2 separate regions of the Gossypium hirsutum genome follow, and region 1 is linked to region 2. The links are chromatin contacts, called in public Hi-C maps. All regions are on one chromosome and are shown on one strand. The core of a region is the stretch at or near the end of the contact, and the rest is flanking DNA. Distances in the headings are between cores, read along the strand shown.

What was found. A called contact is a pair of places that touch in the nucleus more often than the background predicts.
Region 1: a contact with region 2 is called in a Hi-C map of leaf, with 2.3 times the contacts expected there. The contact joins the promoter of LOC121208243 here to the promoter of LOC107914391 in region 2. A contact is called at or near these places in 13 of 34 Hi-C or Micro-C datasets (callus, hypocotyl, leaf and 1 more).

Annotation. Positions count from the first base shown.
Region 1 is chrA10:15,990,739-15,996,814 of Gossypium_hirsutum_v2.1, forward strand. It overlaps LOC121208243 (phosphopantothenoylcysteine decarboxylase subunit VHS3), which reads right to left and starts at 2,337. Exons shown (of 3, transcript XM_041078787.1): 1 at 1,887-2,337; 2 at 1,321-1,475. The coding sequence starts at 1,419.
Region 2 is chrA10:15,342,712-15,349,140 of Gossypium_hirsutum_v2.1, forward strand. It overlaps LOC107914391 (18.5 kDa class IV heat shock protein), which reads left to right and starts at 3,502. Exons shown (of 1, transcript XM_016843292.2): 1 at 3,502-4,342. The coding sequence starts at 3,557. The coding sequence ends at 4,180. LOC121208238 reads left to right here. Exons shown (of 7, transcript XM_041078784.1): 6 at 302-410; 7 at 1,119-1,413. The coding sequence ends at 1,179.

The DNA of each region.
Region 1 (6,076 bases), core at 1,087-3,586, 650 kb after region 2:
GCATGACGTGGCACCTAGGATTTGACAAGAATATTACGCAAGGAATATCCGATTCATAACAGAGACTTTGACAATTCGAAAAAATGACAAAAAAGAAAAAGAAAAAAGACTTAGGACAGATGTTTTATTATTTTTCCCAAAAAAAATCCCATTTATTTTTATTAAAAATTTTTGAAGTTGGATTTTTTTTACATTTTTATTTATAAAATTTTAAAAAAAACTTTAAAAAATTTTAAATTTATTTTTAAATTTTATAAGCAAAATTATTGAATATCTCAATTTTTTTTAAATCTTAAAAGGTATGTGTCACCTACTTATGAATATAAAAAATGTATCGTGTATAATTACAAAAAAAATAGTGTATCTATATTAATAATGTATACAATATATCATTTAATTTTCTATGTTAAATTATATTTTATGAAATTTAATTAAATAAACTATTTAACAAATTATAAATCAAAGTATAAAATATTTTAAAAGTCAACTGAAATAATTAAATTGAAGTTTCATATGCGACAAAATTCAAACTACCCCGAACAACTACAGTAAATATTTTCTCCATCTCCCCAACTAAAAAGCGCAAGTTAGCAAAATAAAATACTAAAAATTGTTAATATATTTTATTTTTTTGGTGAAATTTTTAATATAGTTTTAAGATGTTAGTAAACACATTTTATCTTCTAATTTGAAAGTAAAAAAGAATTATAAATAATTCTATATTTTATATTAAAAATAAACTATGATTTTATAATATAATTATCATTTTTATCGGGAATAAAATCACGAAGACGAATAATCTCGTATTAAAACGCAACTCCAAAATCTTTACGTCACAAAATCTCGGTCCTCAACAACACAGCCACGCATTTAGCAGGAATCTAATGCAAAAAATTTCTGAAATACTTTTAAGAAAAAATCAAAGGGAGGATTTAACTTTTGAAATTTATCTTTTAATCTCCTTTTGATATCTAAATACACTAAACTATTAATTTTGTTCCGATTTATTTTGAAATTTATTTTTTATTGGAAGTCGATAAGTTTTTTTTTTACATAAATAAAACGAAAAAAATAATATAAGTATCCAAATGAAAGAAAAAAAATAGAGTGAGAAAAAAAATATGAGGGAAAAAAATTAGTAAAAAAAAAACTGCTCAATAGAAAAAAGGTTCCTAAATAAGGAATCCTACAAGGGCGCATTTTAGCAATGATCTAAAGCGAAAACCGCGAAACTCGTAGCAAAAAATAGCATAAATTGAAGGATATGGTAAGCAAAAATTATAAAATAAAACACATTAAAAAAAATAAAGGATAGCTTACCAGAGCTACAAGGTGGTTATTGACAAGAGCCGACAAGAACATGGAAGCTAGAGTTTCACCGGCGCATGTTAGCGCGACGTAACTAACCGTAACCGCCATCGAACTGTGGGCAACTTCAGTATTTCACTACGGCCAACGATAAACCTAAAGGCAACCTGCACAAATAAAAAAAGCATCCGTACCGTTAGATCTAAGCTGAAGCTGTATCAGCGGTTAGATCTGTCACTTTATTCCTACAGAATATAGTACGAACTAGCAAAAGCAAAAGGAAATTAAGAAAATTAAGAAAATAAAAAAAATATTTCCCTAATAGTGCAAATAAATTAAAACAAAAAGGAAACAGCGGGAATTTATAAATTAAAAAAAACAAAGTTTTCTTTAAAAGAAAAACACAACAAAGTACCTTGAATTACGAGCAAAACTCGCCGGCGGAAAGTTGTTTTTGGTATAAATTAGCTTTTGGTTTTTGGAAAAACACAACTCACCTAAAATTAATTAAAGATTAAAGAGAGCGTTAGGGAATTCGAAAGAAGAAGAAGAAAAAAGATGTGAGGAACGAAACATACCGAGAAACGAAGATGAGGAAGGCGGAGAGAGTAGATCTGAGGAATTACAGAGCTAAAATCAAAAGGAAAGGAGAAAACAGAGAAGCTTAGGAGGGAGGCGAAAGTAGATCTGAGGATTTGCAGGACTAAAAGCAGAGGAAACAAGCAAAAGGATAAGCGTTCATTGTGGACCGTCGGATCGTGATCAAGGAGACATGGAGAGGAAGAAAAGATATAGCAAAAGCAAAAGGGAGGAAGAGAAAGAGAGTACTGGGGATTGGGAGTGACTGCCCGTCATTTTTCCCAGTCAGGAATCGGGCAAGACGGGCAGCTTACTATCAATTCATCGTGTTAAATGACCGTTGAGTTCGGGCTGCCCGGAAATGAAAGTAAGGCAATATATTAATTAATTCAATTTTCGGATGTCATTTAATTAATTATGTTTTAAAAATTTTGGCTTTTTTGTTTAAACTATCTCACGTGTCCTTTACTTCCAAGTCTAAGGTTAGTTAAAAGTTTTACTTCAAAATAAATAAATAAAATGTTAAAAAATGATTTCGGATTATTATTTTCTAGCCTTTTTAATTTATGAATGTAGTATCCCAATTTCTATTTTTTATTTTTTTATATAATACCATATCTGAAATTAAACACACATCACGATTGTTATGAGACCCAAACCTTTCCCTTAATTTTCTAGCCTTACCTAGTAATGTGTTATTTTTTTATTTAATTTTTAAATTAATTTCAGTAGGCTAAATGTCAAAATATCATTAAACTGATACATTTTGTGGAAGTAAATCTTATTTCTTTTATGGGTAAATTACACAGTTAGTCATCTAATTTTTAGGATATTTTTATTTTGGTCACCCCAAATAAAATTCTTGCAATTTTATCACTCAGCTTTTAAGGTGCTTTCATTTTAGTCGTCCGAGCGTTAAATCTTTAATGATAGTTGACTGTACATACCAAATTATGTTTACACTTCCATTTTGGTCACCATCCAACTTATAGGTCGCTTTCATTTTGGTTACCTAAAAAAATTATCATTTTTTAATTTATTGATTGGAGTAAAAAAAATATTAAGGATTAAAGTGAAAAAACAGTAGAAACTAAAATACTGCATTAAAAAATTTTATCAAATTGTATTTGTTTACCGGATGTTCTACATTTTTTTCAGTGTTGAAATTTTAAATTTCAAAACATCAAAATTAGTTAAATAAATTATTGAAAAAAATTATTTTGATAAACTTAAAATAAAATTTTGAAAGGAGATTAACTTAATTAATTTTAATATTATAGTAACAAATTAGTTGACATGACCAAGGGATAAAAATTTTCAACAATTTATTTAATTGATTTTGATGTTTTAAAAATTAAATTTTTAATATTGAAAAAAAATTAGAATTTTCAGCAATGAGATAAACAAGTATAATTTTACAATTTTTTTAATGCATCATTTTAGTTTCTACCAATTTTTCACTTTAATCATTAATGTTTTTTAATCCGATCAATACTTAAAAAAAGATTCTTTTGTTGTTCAAAAAAAATTCTTTTGTGACCAAAATAAAAATGACATTGAAGTTGAGTGACGAAAATGAAAATATAAATATGATGTGATATGTACAGTCATCCATTATTAAAAATTTAATACTTGAATGATTAAAATGAAAATACTCTAAACATTAAATAATGAAATACAAAAATATCATTTTAAGTGACCAAAATGAAAACACTTGAAAAAGTAGTCACCAATAGTTTACCCTTTTCTTACAATTAAATAAACTTTATTATGTGATTTTCTTTTAAGAAAACCTTTAATTTTAACTAGAAGTAAAAGTACTTTTTTTATCAGTTGTTTTTTCATGCTAAATTACTCATTAGGCATGATGACAGTATTTTCTTTTTCAGTGATTTGGACAAACACACATAAAATAAAATAAAAACCCTTTTATCCCTTTTTTTTTTTTTGAATTTGACACATTTCATAAAATTTATGAGTCATACAAGATTTAATCTAAATTTCTAATTTTGGGAATAAAATTTATATAGATTGTTTGTATCTTGAGAATATTATTATATAGTGGGACTTCTTTATAATAATTTACATATATAACAACATTTTATTAAAACAAGTATATTGTAAAATCAATTTTTTATTTTTTATTTTTACAGTTATAAATTATGAAATATATTTTTTATTAAATTTATTTTCTATAATAACTTTAATAAAAACATTTTTATTCGTTAGTGAAATAAAAGTTTTAATATATTACTCCAATAAATTATTTAAATTTTGCAAAAAATCTATTAACCATATTTAATCAAGTAAAAATAATTTTTAATAAAAGAAATTTTATTTATAAATTTTATTAAATTTATTATCTAAATCTCACTAATCAATATTATTAATATTTTATAGTTTTTAATTTGAAAATTAAAAAAGTTCAAATATGATCTCGAAGGTTGTCATAGAGAAATCAAATATTGTTATGGTTTTATAACAATTATATCTCTATAACATCCAAAATTTTGAAAAAATAAACGAGGACATTATGAAAGAGTTATATTTTAATTTCTTCTAAAGAAATGTTAGTTTACTATTACAGTCAAAAAATAATTTTGCGAAGATAAAATATTGGTAAAAGTATCATAGAAACTCCCATGCTAGGAGTCAAATTGCATTTTGCTTCATTTACCCAAAAAGGGCAAATTAATCCATATATATTAGATCAAAGAGGAAACTAATTATTCTATTAAAAATTTTATTTATTTTTATTGTTAAAAAATTATTCATACACATCAATATAAGGTACATGTGGCATTTCATATGTTACTGTTTGGTTATTCTATCAGTCATGCTAGTTTTTAATAGTGTAAATAGATATAAGTGGAATTTTTAACAAAAATGACCAATTTGCTCATTGGTTTAACATATAGGGATCAATTTACCCCTTTTTTTTTATTAGAGTGGGAAAATGCAATTTGACTCTTAATACAAAAGCCTCCATAATATTTTTACCATAAAATGTTCATTTTAAACATGATTTTATAAAGTATAAGACTTGATGGGAATAAAAGATAATTTCATTGAAAAGCACTTTTCGAATGTGATTTGGGTTAAAATCTCATTTTAAAATCAAGATTTGATTTGAAAAAACTACCTATTTACTTCTTCTTTTTTCAAATGTTGTTCGAGTTGAAAAGTATTTTTCAAACTCAATAGTAAGCAAAACCGAAGTTGAATTTTCTAGGGACCGATTTCCTAAATACACTATAAATTTTAACCTGTTGTAATAAATAATTTTCACTTGTTTTAATAATATTTGTTTTGTTTTAATATAATAAAAAATATGTTTTTTTTCGTGTATATCAAAATTAAAAATAATTCTCTGCTCTCATTTAATATTTTCTTTTTAGATAAAATTTTGTTAGTATTCTTAAAAAAATTAAATAGTGTGAGTTTTCTTGTCGATTCTGCAAATTTTAACCATTTAAAATTATTGTTTTCTTAAAACTTTATTATTTAAATGTTTTTGTATGGCATTAGGGAATTATTGAATATGTTTTTTTAATAATTTTATTACAGGTTCTGGTTATATTTGGTTTTTTTTACTATGTCTATAATTATTTATAATTTCTCTCAACCCATAAATAAGAGGATAATGTATTTCAACACACTAGAACTCATATCCTCCTACATTAACAATAATTTTTATACCAATCGAGGTAAGACTTAATCGACTATTACTAGATTTGTCTTATATATTTATAATTCTAATGAAAATATAAATTAATATTTATACATATTCTATATTTGAGGTTAAATAAAAAAAATAAATGAAGTAAAATCCAACCAAATTATGAATACATTGTAAAAAACCCGATCCTTGGTTGTGATAATGTTTTGATTACTTTATGAAGTACTTTAGAAAAATGAATTTATTCCTAGTCATTATTAGAGTAAGTGCACACATGTATTATCAAAATACATATATGCTTAAATGATAAGGAATTTAGGAACAAGATTTCTTCAACGTTTGAGTGGCATGAAAATTATACATATATATATATATATAAAATAAAGTATCCTCTTTGAGTGGATGGGGTAGGATTGGGTGAACATCATAATAGGTTTATTCAGCTTGGGAATGACTTACAAGTAACCAAGCAGGCCCCAGTTTAATATAAACCAATTTCTTTTTGGAATT
Region 2 (6,429 bases), core at 2,252-4,751:
AGGCCTGAGGTTGATACTTGACAACTCTATTTGTTTAAGTATTACTTCAAAGGGTTTTGAAGAAATCTAAGATTGAACTCTATTTAACATTTCTCCTGATCGCTAGACTTTTGTTTAGCTTTATGAATGTTTTTGGAATTGTGTGCTACCTTTTTTCTGCTGTATTTTGCGTTCCACATGTAGAACCATCTAGGTCTTTTGGTTATGCATATTGCATTTTTGATTCTTCATCCATTGGTACCACCTAATCATGCCATGTGGAACATATTTGGAACTCAAAAACTGGGTTTGATTTGAACAGAAAAATCATTGACTGAGAGGGTTCAAGAAGCACCAATGAATAGATGGAAAAGATATAAACGAGCTGCATCATTTGATTCAAGGAAAATATTCTTCCTTTTCTCAATCCTGTAAGGTCTTGAATTCCTAGCAAATAAACAGTTTACTTTTGAACTTCACATTTTTATTATTACTTCCATTTAGTAAGATTTTAATCATTGTTAGCATCTTTGAAATAACCGCATTGGTAATCAAATCCCATGGTTCTAACGTGATTGAGGAGTGAGAGAAATACATTAATAAGGATTATGTATAACCAGTAGATATCCAAAATTAAAACACTTAAGAACTAGTTGACATCTATGGAGGAAATATTTTGCTTAGGACAAGAAGGTTTAAGATGTTAGGGAGATCAACTTGAACTTGGGCATAAACAATTGAGTTTGAAGTTGAGCATGAAAATTGAGCTTATTTTACTAGGTAAATGAACTTAATTGAGCCTAATCTATCATGTTCAAGCAATTCAATATTTATTTGGAATCGAGCTTGAGCTTTAAGAGTAAAACTCAATCAAGCTCAAACCGAATTTCATGTCTCTAAGTCTGAGTTGATCGAGCTTCTTACAGTTGGAACTCCACTGGACTTGCGGTTACACCTCTACCCTTAACCTGACGGAGTCTAATATTTTTACAATGAAGTAGGTTTGCTCCATTGTTGTCAGAATTTTGGCAGTAATGCAGCACATGGTATTTGAAACCTACCATAAGGTTTCCTAGTACTAACAGTAATCAGAGGAGTCCCTTCCGATCAATGGCTTATTGTTTCCTTCTTTGGCTCAGGTCATGTTTGGGGACATTGATATTGATTTATCTGACGCTGAGAGTTACGGCAAACTATTGATGTGTTCAATCTACGTCAGTCAGGTTCAAATGTGAGTGCGGTATACAAGTGTGTTGAATTTTTTTTTCTAGATTTCATGATCATATCCTGTACTCATGTCTGGATATAGTACGAGTACCTAAAAGATAAAGTGAAAAGTCGGAGTAACATAGGATTCAATCATGTCTTGTACCTTCTTCTTTATTTTGTTGAGCATCTTTTCTTGAAGTTTATTGAGATTTCGTGTTTTGAGAACTGCTGCTTTATAGTTTAGCTTTCTAAATGTCAATATTATTGATTTTCCACTGTAAATATGACCAGTGATTCAGTAATTCATCATCTCTTTATCATTGTAAGGGTCCGTTTGTTTACATGGAAAAGATTTTACGAAAAATATTTTTTTCATTTTTCTGTGTTTGTTTCACAGAAAATAATTTGGTCAACAGAAAATGACTTACAGATCAAGATAAAATAAGCTCTTTTTCCTGTAAAAATAACTTACTATTTTGGAAACAGTAAGTCATTTTCCGGAAAAGAGCTCATTTATAGATAATTTTATATTTTATAAAAATTAACTTAAATCAAGCTTAATATTATTATATTGATAATAATTTTTATTTTTTTTAAAAATATTTAAAATATTATATTTTTCAATATTATTAAACATACATATTTAATTATTTATATTTAGTGATATAATAAATAATAAATTATTTAATATTTCAATTTTATTTTAATAATAAATTTTAAAAATAATAATTTAAAATAATATTATTCACATATTATTGAAAATATTCAATACTAATATTTTAATAATAAATGTTTTGTAGTATAAAGGTTAAAATATATGTACACTTGTAATTTAGTCTTTGTACTTTTATTTTCAAGAATTTGTCCCTTTACTTTTCAAATTTGAAAATCAAGTCCAATTGTTGACATCGTAGTCATGTAATTAAAAAATGACGTTGTAATGAATCTGAATTTAACATAATATTTTTAATATATACAAAAACGATGTAAAATATAAAATTATAGATAAAAATAAATTTAATTAAACAATGAGAAAATAAGAAAATCTCAAATGCATGTTTGTTTAATTGAAAACAACTTTTATGAAATGTTTTTAAGAAATATACCAAACAACAGAAAATATTTTATACAGTTTCATCCAAACACCAGAAAATATTAGCTTTTCCAGAAAAGTAAATCATTTTCCAGAAATTATTTTCCTAAAATGTCAATAATATTTTCCTGGTTAATGCAATATAATTTTTAATTTTTTATTGGGTTAATATATCAATCAGTGCTTAAGTTTGATTTTAGTATTTAATTTGGTATTTGAGGTTTTTTTGTCTCAATTTGGTACTTGGATTTGGTTTCAATATTCAATTTGGTATCTAAACCAAATGAGATTATGTGGCCCAAAAAATTTTCAACACATGCTATAGTAAAAAAACATAAGTACCAAATTGAACATATTGAAACTAAACTCAGGTACCTAATTAAGACAAAAAAATTTTAAGTATCAAAATAGAAAAACTTAGGTACCAAAGTGAACATTAAAGCTAAATTTTAAGTATCAACTTGAATACTGAAGTTAAACTTAGGTGCTAAATACAAAATATCGTCTTTATAATAATATTTTGCGACAACAACCAATTTTTTAAAAAAAATTAATTTTTTAAGTTTTATTTTAGTTCTATAACTTTTCACTTATTGTTATGAACTACGTTCTGTATTAAATTAATTCTTCATAATAACATATGATCTAAATTTTTAAGTGAAATTATAACTAATTCATGTAAGTAAACCTGCATTTTTCATGGACTCCCCCACTGTGGGGCTTGTGCCGAGCCTCTTATTTCTCAGGCTTGACCGGTCGCTAGTAGAGGCTCGTTTTTCTCAAGTTTGACACTGTACACTTGATTCGAAGAGCATTTCTTGTTGGGGCTATGCGGAGATCCATCGGGAAGATTATGAGAAAAAACGCACCAGTTCATAGTGTTTTTGGTGGTTGAAGTCCAATGATGAGTTTGTTCTTGGCTTGTTTGAAATTTAGTAATGTTATTCTTATTTTTTTGTTTTGTTGTTGTAGCAGTTTTTTTACGACTAAGTGTTGTTTTCATATGGTCTAATATTTGATCAGGTGTTACAGACATCTTTCACCAACCAGACTCCCCACTCCAACTTGGGTACTGGGCTTGGGCTTAAAACCCCTTATACTTTTTATGTGTTCTGAATTTTTTTAACCTTTCGACCTGTAATGGAATCTTCATAGTTAAAAAGTAAAAATAATGGAAAAGCCTAGAATACGGTGCTCTAGAGTGGGCTAAACCTCAGTTGAAGCCTCAAACTCTCATACCAACATATCATTCTAGAAAGTGCCGGAAAAGACGAAATGTCAATTATGCCCCTGGTGGAGATTTCCTTTTTGTTCATTTCCTCATTGAGGTTGGAGCGCATTAAACTAGACTTTGCTCTTTCTTCTGTTTACTGTGTTTCCAAAATCAAGAGCTTTCAACACACTCCTTCACTCCAAACCCACCAGAAAGAAACCATGTCAATTGTCCCGATCAATGGCCAACAAGGCACACCCACTGATCCTTTCTCTCTTGAATTATGGGATCCATTCAACAACTTGGATGTTTTGAACCCATTCTCCCATTCTTTCCCTTTCCCTTTCCCTTCATTTCTTTCCACCCATTTCCCTGGTTTCTCCTCTGAAATTTTCCCCTCCTTGGGAACCCAACTCAACTGTGTAGAAACCCCAAGGGCCCATGTCTACAAAGCCTACCTTCCAGGGGTCACCAGAGATGAAGTTCTGGTTTTCATCGATGATGACAGGATGCTTCAGATAAGCACTGAAAATGGTAACTTCATGAGCAGGTTCAAGTTGCCCGACAATGCAAGGACTGATGAGATTGAAGGTTTTATGGAGAATGGGATGCTCATCGTCACTATTGGGAAGCAAACTCAAGCTCCGGAGAGGCCAAATGTTAGGGTCGTTGAAATCACAGAGTAATTTCACTTTTTTTTTTTAATGCAAAATGTCAAGTGATGCTCTACTCTATGGTGTTTGTTTTGTTTTGAAGCTTGAAAAAATGTGTTTAATGTCAAAGAGTAAGTCGGTTCTTGTACTAGAACAGTAGTTTTAGTAGTAATAAAAGCACTTTTGTGTTGTGTACTTTGCTTCAACTTTGGTTTAAGAAGTTAGGAACAGAATTCAAGCCGATACAATACCTCAATTCATCACCGCCTGTCAGAAGATATTTGGATAAAATTAAAGATTAGATGAGTAGAGGATGTTGAGGTGGAAGAGAAAATTCCATTATTCAGGGGAAAGAATCTAAGTTTTGTTAATAGACATGAACAAGTTGAAACAATTTCGGAACTTCATTTTTAAGATAAAGAAATCGAAACTCGAAATGGTAAATTGTTGGAACTGGTAAAAGGATGAACAATTCCAAAGGGGCTGAAGATGATGACACCCAGGGATGGATGGATCCAGGTAGGGTTTTTCATGGGTCTGGCTATTTGGCTCGAGAGTTCGCTCGAAATGTGAGAGGAGTAAAAATATAGGCCAAAAAATAAGTTTGGACAAAAAAAGAGTGGCTAATTTAAAAAATGAATTTAAAAAATGAATTGAGTCTTGGGTCAGATAAGTCTTGGGTAAAATATTTTTAGCCTAGGTTTAGCTCGGCTTGGTTCAACTCGAATTTATTAAAGGATAAAAAATTTATATATATATTTTTTTTTATTTTTGAATGTTATTTTTTTTATTTTGTTATTATTTTATTATTATGTTGTTATTATTTAGATATTGTATAAAATTTATTTTCTTGTTAACTTTGTTATTATTTTATAAGTATTTGTTAATTTTTTTATTATTTTAGAGGTATTTACTTGTTAAGTTGTATTTATTTTAATGGTATTTAAGTCTATATATTTTTTAAAATTTATTTTCAATTTTTTAGAAATATTTATTTTGATGTTTTTAGTATTTTTGATGTATTATATAATTTTAAAATAATATAAAAATTAATATGGGTGGGTTGGACCGGGCTTGAGTTTTAATATTTTTATTCAAGTCGAGCTTGAATAAAATTTTAAGCCTGTTTTTTGAAATCGGCCCAGATTGTCTCATGAATACCTCTAGGTTCAAGACCCTATTATTGTGTCTAGGTTATAATTTATATTATCAAAATATTTTTTATTTTTTAATTATATAATAATTAAATATTAATATATGATAGGGCTTGAAAGGCTAAATTTAAAGGTTGAGTATGGATTTTAAAGCAAATTTCACAAATTAATTGATTTGGCTTATATCTATATATATTAGGTTTGTGATTTTTTTTTTTATATTTTGATTTATATGTCTTGCTAATGAATTTTGTTCTTTGGGTAATGTCTCAACATTATCGAGAGAAAAAGAAAGGAATTTAAGGATTTGATGTCACGATTAAAAGCACAAAACAAAAATACAAATTATCTTCTTTTCAGCTCTTTATGTAAAAGACTTTTCGCTAAATATTTTTGTATAAATTATGTTATTTATTTGACTTATTTTTTTTTCTTTTTCGTACCATGTTGTTGTTTAATATATTATTATAATCTTTAAGTTTTTTAATTTGGAAAGAAAATATTTGAGAGAAATTGACATTTTTTTATATTAAAAAAAATTATAAAATGATGGTGATAATATTAGATAGTGTAGCGTAAAATAAAAAGTAAATTAAATATACTGCATCTAAGTCTCGAAATTCTTACAATAACTGTAAATTCGATTCCACCCTATTTATAATTTATTAATTAAATCTTTTAAATTTCCAATATTAAATAAATAATGAATGCAAACTTTTCAAATAAGAAACAAGTTGAGAAAGAAAATAAAAGATATTGAATCAAGACCCGACCTTGTACCTGTGATTATGAAATTTAGAGTTGATGGTGAGAGGGTATTAAGTTGTAAAATTTAAAATCACTAGTGGAATAAAAAAAAAAGCATATAATTTCATCTTTAGTATTGCAGTATCCAGGTGATCCAAAAATTCAGAAGCATTCATTTATAAATCTGATGTGATAAACTTGAAACTTGTTACCATAATTTTAAAATACTATACTTAAATTGCTTTGAATAATCAAATATGCTGTCTTTAATCACAATTTTCTCTTACTTCAAATTTAACACAAAATAATTGAAAGTTATATTTTTATTTTATATGGCTCTACCATTGTTACCTTCACAATCTTCATTCCATATTTGCCTAC